Linked DNA regions of Oryctolagus cuniculus: region 2 is linked to region 1. Evidence: chromatin contacts called from public Hi-C data. All regions are on one chromosome and are shown on one strand. Each heading gives the region's core, a stretch centred on a gene start, on an enhancer-like site or on the middle of the called end of the contact. The rest is flanking DNA. Distances are from core to core; before and after follow the strand shown. Region 1 overlaps GPC6 (glypican 6). Region 2 holds the start of GPC6 (glypican 6).

Evidence for each region. Hi-C and Micro-C count contacts between places; a contact is called where the count stands out from the background.
Region 2: a contact with region 1 is called in a Hi-C map of embryonic fibroblasts, with 3 times the contacts expected there. The contact joins the promoter of GPC6 here to the enhancer-like site in region 1. A contact is called at or near these places in 2 of 6 Hi-C or Micro-C datasets (embryonic fibroblasts and skin fibroblasts).

The regions. Positions count from the first base shown.
Region 1 is chr9:18,082,049-18,086,650 of mOryCun1.1, forward strand. All of the region lies in intron 6 of GPC6 (glypican 6), which reads right to left. Among named protein-coding and RNA genes, the nearest start is that of DCT, 160 kb to the left of the region's middle. Within about 2 kb of position 1,778, at least 2 of the 8 cell types and tissues checked have an H3K27ac peak or open chromatin away from gene starts, as enhancers often do.
Region 2 is chr9:19,197,285-19,201,886 of mOryCun1.1, forward strand. It overlaps GPC6 (glypican 6), which reads right to left and starts at 2,563. Exons shown (of 9, transcript XM_002713000.5): 1 at 1,789-2,563. The coding sequence starts at 1,948.

The DNA.
Region 1 (4,602 bases), core at 528-3,027:
ACAAGGAAGTAGCTTGATCAACTTTCTCAATATAATGCTATGTTATATTTCCATTGCAGTGTTTGTTTGGATTTATTTTGTTACATATGTGGTCCCTATCCAAATATGTTCATAAAAGTTTGATAACAAGGTGCTTTTTCATCACTTATGAACAAGTCATAGATAGTAAAGACAATAAGAGGGCAAAGCAGAACCACTGTCCTTTCCAAGTGCCTTATTTATATTCTCAAGTTACTCTTACATTTTTATTAAATTATGTCAAGTCAATTTGTGTCTATAAAGCTATTTTTAAAATTAGTGGATTGGTTGATACCTCAAAAGAAAATTTAATTTTGTATTTTAGTATGAAATCATTAGGCATGATATTTAGCTGGATCACTTCTGAAGGCAGATTATGTTGCCCAAAAATACCTGTCACGAATGTCATACTCCATCAAAGCATGTAATACCGAAAAGTTACATTGGAAAACTAGGGGAACTTTCCAGACAACTGTTTAATTTTGAGCTTTCCTACATGCAGTTTTAGAGGCTTTGGCCTTTATCATTTAATTTATTCCAAATCCAAAGACAGAGGCGTGTGTGTGTGTGTGCGTGTGTGTGTAGATCATGAGGCAGTCTGAGTGACACAAAGGCTGACAAAGCAGTGTTTGCAACTCTTCCAGTGATGCCGCTAATGTACTCAACAAAGGCATCAACTCTGAATTCCTTGTTTACTACATGAACAAGTGAAATCTCAGTAGATGGGGCATTCAAGAGGGAGCAGTTGGAAAAACATGCTTGGTAGGCTTCTTTTGGCTCACTGTTGTCAGTAGTACGCTAAAGAAGCTGACATGAGAAATAACAAGACGGATGGAAGTTTAGGATGTTAAGCATCAGAAGACGAAGTTCACAGTCCTTCTAGGACCATTGATGTTTCCTGTTTCCTACTTGCAAGGTCAGCTTTCTTCATTTTTGTTTTCATCCTCAATCTACTCTTCCCACCTTTATGCTCTCCAGTCCATACTTACCCTCTCTACCTCTGTCCTGCCTCCTGGGTCTATGGTTGACTTATTTATTGTGCTGTTCTTTTTAGAAGTGAAGTTGAAGTTTTAGTACATTAATTCACATGAGTGGGATATCGCAAAGCCAGATACTGGCTTTTATCAGAGAAATCCTACCTACTGCAACACGGAGTGTATGATGAGATAAAGACTTGCACCTGCCCCTGCTCCACAATTTGCACGTTGATACATGCTGTATGGATTGCATCGTGTCTTAGAGTGGGTCCTTCACCCAGTGTGACTGATGTCTCTAAGGAGAAGAGACACAGATACAAACCCGCAGGGAAAAGGCCCTGTGATGATGGAGGCAGAGACTGAAGTGCTGCTGCCGCAAGCCAAGAGCAGCCAAGGATTGCTGGAAGCAGCAGAAGCTAAGAGAAGGCAAGAGACAAATTCCCTCCCAAAGCCTTCGGAGAGAGCTCTGCTCCGCTGATTCATTGATTTTGCACTTGCAGTCTTCAGACCTGCGAGGCAGTACATTTCTGTTGGATTAAGCTATCCAATTTTCAGTACTCAGTTACAGAAGCCCCAGGCAATGAAAGTATTATTTTAGTAAAATAATAATAACAATCACAAGCTGTCACACTCTGTGGGGGATCCAGTCCAGAGAGGTGGTTGCTGTCTGGGTAGTGAGAAGGCTTCTCTAGACAGCACCTCTTGCTCTGTGCATAAGCTGTGCATAAGATTCCAGCAAACTTGGACACGTGTGTTTCCCATGAAGCACATAGAGGGCACTATGTCCCTTCTGGAGAAAGACAGTACCTTTGCAATGGGCATGTTCTCTCTGAGTGCAAAGCTGCAGAGCCCTAAATAAAAGGAGCTGAACAGGATGTTCTCTGCTATGCACCAGTAGCGTTTCGGTAAATTGAATCATATTTTAAGAACTCAGAGGGAGCTTGCTATTTAAATTAAATTCTTTTGCAAAGCAAGTGTGACTTCTTTTTTCCCCACGTAAAATCAAATTTTTTGATCTCTGTTCTCTTTAAGTAGGGAGTACAGCCCTGTATTAGATGTTATTAGGACAGAGAGTCTTTTTGGTGCTCGGTGAAGATGGAAAAGATTCACCTGCAGGTTTCTTCTCAGATGTTACAGGATGACGGATTTGGATTAATTTTACTAAGTGCTTTTCCCTGACAGGTTCTAAGTTGAAAAATGGTGGATTTTATTATCCACTTCAAATGTTAGAGATTCTATAAATATAGATCGGTTAATATATTTGCTTTATAAATGTAATAATACTAGTGCTAATTTCAGAATATTTTATTTTTATATCCCAACCCTCTTTGACTGCTAGAAGCTCATATTTTTCCAAAAAAGGAAATTCCCTACAATGTTTTGAGAGCTTAGGATAAAACTGGACCAAATTTAATTCAACAAAGGGAAAAGCTAAAGCACAGGGATTTGCAGTTAGTTCATGGATTAGTTCAGAATATATTAAATATAGACAAGTTACATCTCCTATATGGGATCTTTGCAAAGCCTAATTGCTATTCTTAGGGAGGTGCAGTTGCATACTAGTTACTGAGCGTGTAGACAAGTAAAGGGTTAAGTAGCAGTTGTAGGCTGTGTAAATGACCTCATGCTAAAAAATAATGCACAAACAATAAGTGCTCTGTAGTGAGGGCTGGAGATATTCCTGGGAAGGGATTCAGTTCGTTGCTCTGATGGTCTCTGCAGACACGGCCTCGACTTACTCGGAGGCAATGAACAGGCACGAAGAGCATAATTACAGCATCAGAGTCGTGAAGTTTTGAAATGGTCTTGTGTGCAGCAACTGGCAAGCCGGCGTTAATGAGCGCAGCAAACTTTTAAATCCCGACATTCCGGGCCAGGGGAAGTCTGTGGACTGGAAACCGCGCCCCTCGTGCTGCCTGGACTGCTCCTGGAGAGGCTCGCTGATTTCAGCTCCTGTGAGAGACTGCTCTCCTGCTTCCGAGGGAAGCTTCCTGCAAAATTCTCTGTTAATTAAAACCTGGATGTTCACATTCTCCTCTTAACAAAACATGCTTTAAGATTGTTTTAAAAAGAGGCCAGTGAGGCTTCTGCAGCGGTGTAAAATTTCCAGTGGGGATGCCCACAAACTTAGCAATCAAGCAGGATGAATAATGTTTTAATGCAATCTTTTAAAAATATTCAAAACAAATGCAAAGACTTTGTAATGAATAAATTATGAAGATTTTAAATAAAGACAGGATCAATATTGTTGATTTCTTTCCCCTTTTCCTCAGGGCCCATTGTAGTCTAGGGTTCACATACGGCTGGTTGAAAGAACACGGCCAGTGAACACTAACCATGCATTTAGAACACCCATAATTCCCTCCTGAGGGTGAACACTTTTCAGTTAAAATAATAATGATATAATGCTTTATTTGAAAACAGCTCGTGAAGTTTCTTCGTTCACTAACTCCTCAACAAACACAAGTCTCTAGCCTGGGTCTCTGGTGTGTCTCAGGCCCCCTGTAACACATGTGAGAACACTTCACAAGTCATCAAATCCTACCCTTAATTTTCTATTTTCCCCATTTCATGCTCTTCAACTTTGATTTTCTCACTCCCGGTTTTGCTCATGGTGGATGCTGACAGATAAAATGAACGGTGCTAACTGGGTTTTTCATATCTCCCTGTATCTGGATGAGGCCACTTAGTAAGCTAAACAGCCTGTGCCAAAGGAGAGACCAGTTCCAGGAAGCGAGAGGCTGCATCCTCTGTGCAGAGGCAGAGGTGCAGGCTTGCATTAGAGACAATTGCGAAGTGGACCCCAGAGCTGGTGTCACTTAGAAAATGGTGGGCTCACTGGCACGCAGGAAGCATTTCTAGTTCACGGCTTCTCCTGGTGGGTTAAATACTGTAAATCCTTATGAGTAATGCCAGAGCCATAGAATCAATAAAAACCAAAATGACCTTTACTCGGCCTGCCCTATAAGCGGATGATCCTGGAGTGATAGACGCCTCGTTGCTACACAGGGGAAATGTAATCTGGCAGAGATGACAAGGATCACTTGGGTGTTACTTTATTCTCTGCCTTCCCTACTTTTTAATCAGTTCTGGCAGGGTAGGAGATTTTCAGATATGTTTTCAGGTTTAATTTTTAAAACCCTCATGCTTCAGGGTGACATTGGCCATCCAGTGAGTTATGGAATCCTGCGAACCTCTTCTGGAAAGTGGTAAGCAGAAATCAACTGCAAACTCCAGGCAGCTACTCTTCAAAGAAATAATCAGGGAGCTGATGGAGAGAGTCTAGCACTGAGCATGGCTCTGCTGGAGATAGACCAGGGGAGACAGAGCACGAGGTAGTCAGGACTGGCAGAGGCAGCTTCCAGATAGGGTCTTGGAGCACAAAATGGCAGAGATGATTGGGCCTTAGAGAGCAACAGATGGAGACAGAACTTCCCTGGGATCCCAGGTGTCAGTTTCGTGCTTATATAGTTTCCTGGGGCTGCTATAGGAAGTGCACCAGGAATGTCCTTGCATGAAGTTCTGGGAGCCAACAAGCTAAGGTCAAGGTTTTGGCTTGTTTCTTCCTGGATGTTCTAATGGAGGGTCTCCTCTTCTCTGCTGCAGC
Region 2 (4,602 bases), core at 1,313-3,812, 1.1 Mb after region 1:
ACTCTCCGCTCCAGAAGACTGAGCAATTTTAAAATGCTTAACTGCTTTCTTCATAGAGATATCTTATCTGAAATCATGTTGGGAAATATCTGTGTATTCAGAGATACCGTTTTAAACAGCCCCGATTAGAGGCAAAAAAGTTCCTAGAAAAGTGAACCACACTGCAAACCTCTGAAAAGTTCAATCCCTGAGATTTGGGAAAGGAGGGGGGAAAAAAAGCCAAGCTGATCCTTATCAATTAATTAAAAAGAATGAAATGACAGCAGGCAAAAGGGAAAGGGGGTGGAGAGAGTTAAGGAGCAGAGCGGGCAGCGGTTCTGTGTGCATTGATTAACAAATTAAGGAGTTCCGCAAAGGGGCGAAGACACGGTGGGGATTGTAAAGCCCTCTAGTAATTCAACGCAGGCTTTGCCTCTCCTCCCTCCGAGGGAAGGGGATATCTGGCTCTGAATGGAAAAGGCTCCCCCATCCGTACAGCGCTGCTGGCGTCATCTTTGCATGCTTTATGGGGCAATGCCCAAACTTATGTAAATGTGTTCATTTCAGTCTAAGGAAAAACTCTCATTTCTAGCACTTAGAGACCCAGCAGGATAAAAAGTAGCGGCTCCACAATGTATCAGAGCTGGGAGGTTTTCAGGGATCTACAAAACGCCTTTTGATCCCTGGCCCGGTTCTCCGGCAAAACAGAGATAGGCTGACGGAAACAGCGCTTCGCCTTTCGGACCCGAGGTCACTGAGGACTTCATCCACCGGGTTTGAGCAGCCCGCGCACTCGCAGCATCTCCCGGCCTCGCTCAGTTCTGCTCTCTCGAAGCCAAAGGCTTATCTCTGCCCGACACGTTTCATTCAGAGCCCCAGAGCAGCTCGGAGTCGGTTGGAGCTAAGAGCCGGAAAACACGCACCCGGGCTGCTGTGCAAGTTGGAGACGCAGCAAGACACGCACTGGCGCGAGAAAGGGGTGGGTGGGTGGGGACTCTCAGTGGAGAACGCCAGGGGCATGCAGGAGAACCCCCCCTGGCCGAATCCCCACCGAGCCACCCTCTGGAGTTGGCTCAGCATCTGGAGCCTGCGGGCAAGGGAGGCAGCGCTCAGGACCCGGCGTAGCGCCGGGGATGTCTCCAGCACCACCAGTGACCAACCGAGTTGGGGAGGAAACAAGAGGGGAAAGCCGGCCCCAAATCTGAAACCAGCAGTGTTTGAAACGATCCCCTCTACCCTACCCACCCAAAAAAGCCGGGAGGCAGGAGCTCTGGCCAGGTCCCTGGGCTCAGCCTGCTCCCAGTCCCAGCGTGGTGCGCCCTGCCTCGCCAAAGGACACGGAGAGTGGAGCCCGGGCTGGGGGAGCCCTCCGCGTCTCTCCACTGCCCCCGCCGGCGCGAGGGCGGGCGCGGAGAAGGCGCCGCTCAGACTGTGGCGCTAGGCAAACTGCGGTCGCAGTTCTTACAAGTTTGCCCGAGCGAGAAGCGCAGGGTGGGCGCCCTGCTCGGCGATCTGCCTTCACCCCGCAGCCACCCGAGCGGCTCCCGGGCTCCCCGGCTAGGACCCACAAGAGAGGCAGAAGGGCGCAGCGAGGAGGCACAGAGGGTGCTCCCGCGTGCGCGCACAATGAGGCGGCCGAGACGCACACCTTCCCCTGCCGGAGAAGCCTCCAGAGCATCCAGCGCCTAGCGCGGGGTCCCCAGAGAGCCCTCGCGGAAAGTGAGCACCAACTCAGCAACAGGGCGCCCGGCAGCCAGGCAGGAGGACTTGTGGTCGCCCTGGGCTGCAGCCGGCTCAGGCCGCGCTTACCTGCGATCTCCTGGTAGGGGGTGTCCGCCAGACTGAATCCCTTGGCACCGTACGCCTGGCGGACCTCGCTGCAGCTCCGAGCCTTCACATCCGCCCCGGCTGGGAGGGACAGCAGCAGCCCCGACAGGGGAAGGATCACAGCTCCGATGCAAGACGGCATGGTGCAACATGCAAATCCAGCTCCGCAAAGCCCAAGGCCCGTGCGCTCTTCACCTCGCCCCTCCAGCCGAAAGCCCGCCAGAGCCAGCAGCGCGCTCCTTGCCGCTGCCCAGCGTCACCCCCTTCCGCCGGCCGAGGGGACGAGCAGCGCAGCCCTCTGGACTGCGCTCAGCAAACTTTTATAAGCCTGATGGAGGATGGCAAGCCAACCAGGGCTGGCTGGGGGAGCAGCCGCCTTGTTCCGGTAGCCCCCCAGACCAGAATGGGTGCAATAAAAAAAGGGGGGGAGGGGGAGGGAGAAACGTTTATAAAAATCCACCACTGGGGTTCGGAGCTGCGATCCGAGTTCCGAGAATCCGGGAGCTCTGGGAGCAGGGCTGGCGGAGTGTGCAGTGAAGGTGGGAACGCGCGCCGGCCCTCCGGGAGGGAGGCGCACGGGCAGGCGTGTGTGTGTGTGTGTGTGTGTGTGTGTGCGCGCGCGCGCGCGCGCGTGTCTCCGGGATGGATGCGAGTGGAGGTATGTGTTGGGGATGTACGGGATCCAGGGGAAACCTCAGCCTCACACAGACTGAGGGAGCCTGTGAGAGTGCTTCTGAAATAGGAAGAGAGAAATCCCGGAGACAGACACAGGAGGCAGGAGGGAAGGAGAAAGGAGGGGAGAGAGAAACGTGCTACACATTGCACAGCCGAAATTCAGAGGCCGAGTCGGAGGCAAAACCTGGACTGGATCCTTGTACCCTAGGAGGGGGGAAAAAGGGAAACGTTCCGGTTTTCTCATTCACTTCCCTTCCTTTATAAGGATCCAAAATGCCACCTTTAAGGCTGTAAACACGCAGTCTAGAAAGGCAAAGTATCTCCAAGTCATTAACGTATGCTGTTGAACTGTATTTTTGTGGCAGCTAAGGACGACGCAATTCCAATTGTTGCTCTTGACCTACTGGAATACAAAGCCAGACTAAAAATCAAGGGAGACCACGGGTCTTAGACAGCAGAGAACAACCAGCGCCCTAATTGTCCAACTCCTGTTTAGATTTATGTATTTTTTCAATTCAGATAGTTTGTACACATTAGAGACCATAAGGTTTTTCTTTTATTCCCCTATTCTCAATTCAACACTTCCACTCCCTTTCACTTCAAATACTCCAAAATCTTGGCTTAGAAATCATTTTGCTTAGGGTGTGAACAGGAAAGCAAAGCAGCAGCAGTACGCAGGTGCAATGAGAGGACAAGAGAAGGGGTACATGGAAGGAGACACTGGGGAGAAAGGATGTCTTCTCTCCCACTAGATGCTGGCAGGTATCAGAAAATATTTTCTTCCAATCAGGGAATCAAACCATTTCCTTCTTCCCATCTTCTCATTCACACTGAGGTTCTTTGACATGGGAGAGTAGTGTTAATTGGGGCTGGGCTTGACTAATTTCCATTAATTTTCTTATGCCTGTGGGCACACTGGAATAACTTGAAGAGCAGAAAGAGATGTTGAACCCTGCAACTACTAAGGTGGTTTATTTGAAACCAAGTCAAAATTAATGCTACTAATAATTACTGACTTTTATGTCCATATGTATATTAGGTCAACATATTATTCAGAAGTTACTGTAGAACACCACCCAGTGTGTGGCACTCTCCTGTAAGCTGACACATGAAGATGCTTTTCTGATAGTGCTATTAATAAGAAAGACTCCTGACATTTGAAACACTCTAGTGGTCACTACCATCGCAGGGATCTTCATTATAAGCTGTTAGGTATCTCTTCTTTAATCACTCCATCCTCTTCTGCTCACCAGAAACTCCCAAGTTCAATATCCAGCCTCAGTGAAGCTTAGAAATGCTGTAAAAATGCTCTCATATTTACAGGGTAGTTTTTTTTCCTTCCAGTGCCATAACTCAGAGTGAAACTGGAGACCTAAACATTTCTTCCTATAAACAAAACTTCTAGTTTAAGCATCACTTTTGCCCTCTTGATATTTGTTCTAATAGGCAGGTCTTTCTTAAACCACTGAACTTACTTTCCTCAGAGTCCAAAATTAAGATAACAAAAATGTAATCTTCGTAGAAAAAGGATCAGGACTTGGTGTAGTGAAGGCACGACATTTTGATATTTGACAACAAGGCTTCCAAACTTGTTTCTATCAGTCAGTAGGAGGTATCACACAGTCCAGAGAAAGTGAGTGATACCCACATATTCTATCCTTTTTCTCATACCAGGACTCATTGCAATTCAACATGACTTGGCAGCATATAGCAGATTATTCAATAAAAAGGGTATCTGAGGTGGAAGGAGAACCAGTAAAAGTATGATGTATGTGGCTTAAAATTATCTGAAATTCAACTAATCATTACATATTTAATATATATTCAATACAGTTATAGAGTAGTAGAGTATTATACAGGCTTCCTATACTTATATAGGACCTCAGGATTTGTGGCAAGGCTAGCATATGCAAAGAATCACTAATTCAATCAAGCACAAAGATTTGTTTAATCCCATTGGGGGTTCAAACAGCTTAGGGTAGGTGTGTGAACTTTAGTCAGACCAAAGAATTAGGTAACTGTTTTACTCCAACTCATTCCACTTGTTGGGTAATGTAGCACTGTTTGAAGAGACAAGGTCAAACATTCCAGCTAAGGGCAAGAGCAGGCGCCTAGACAATG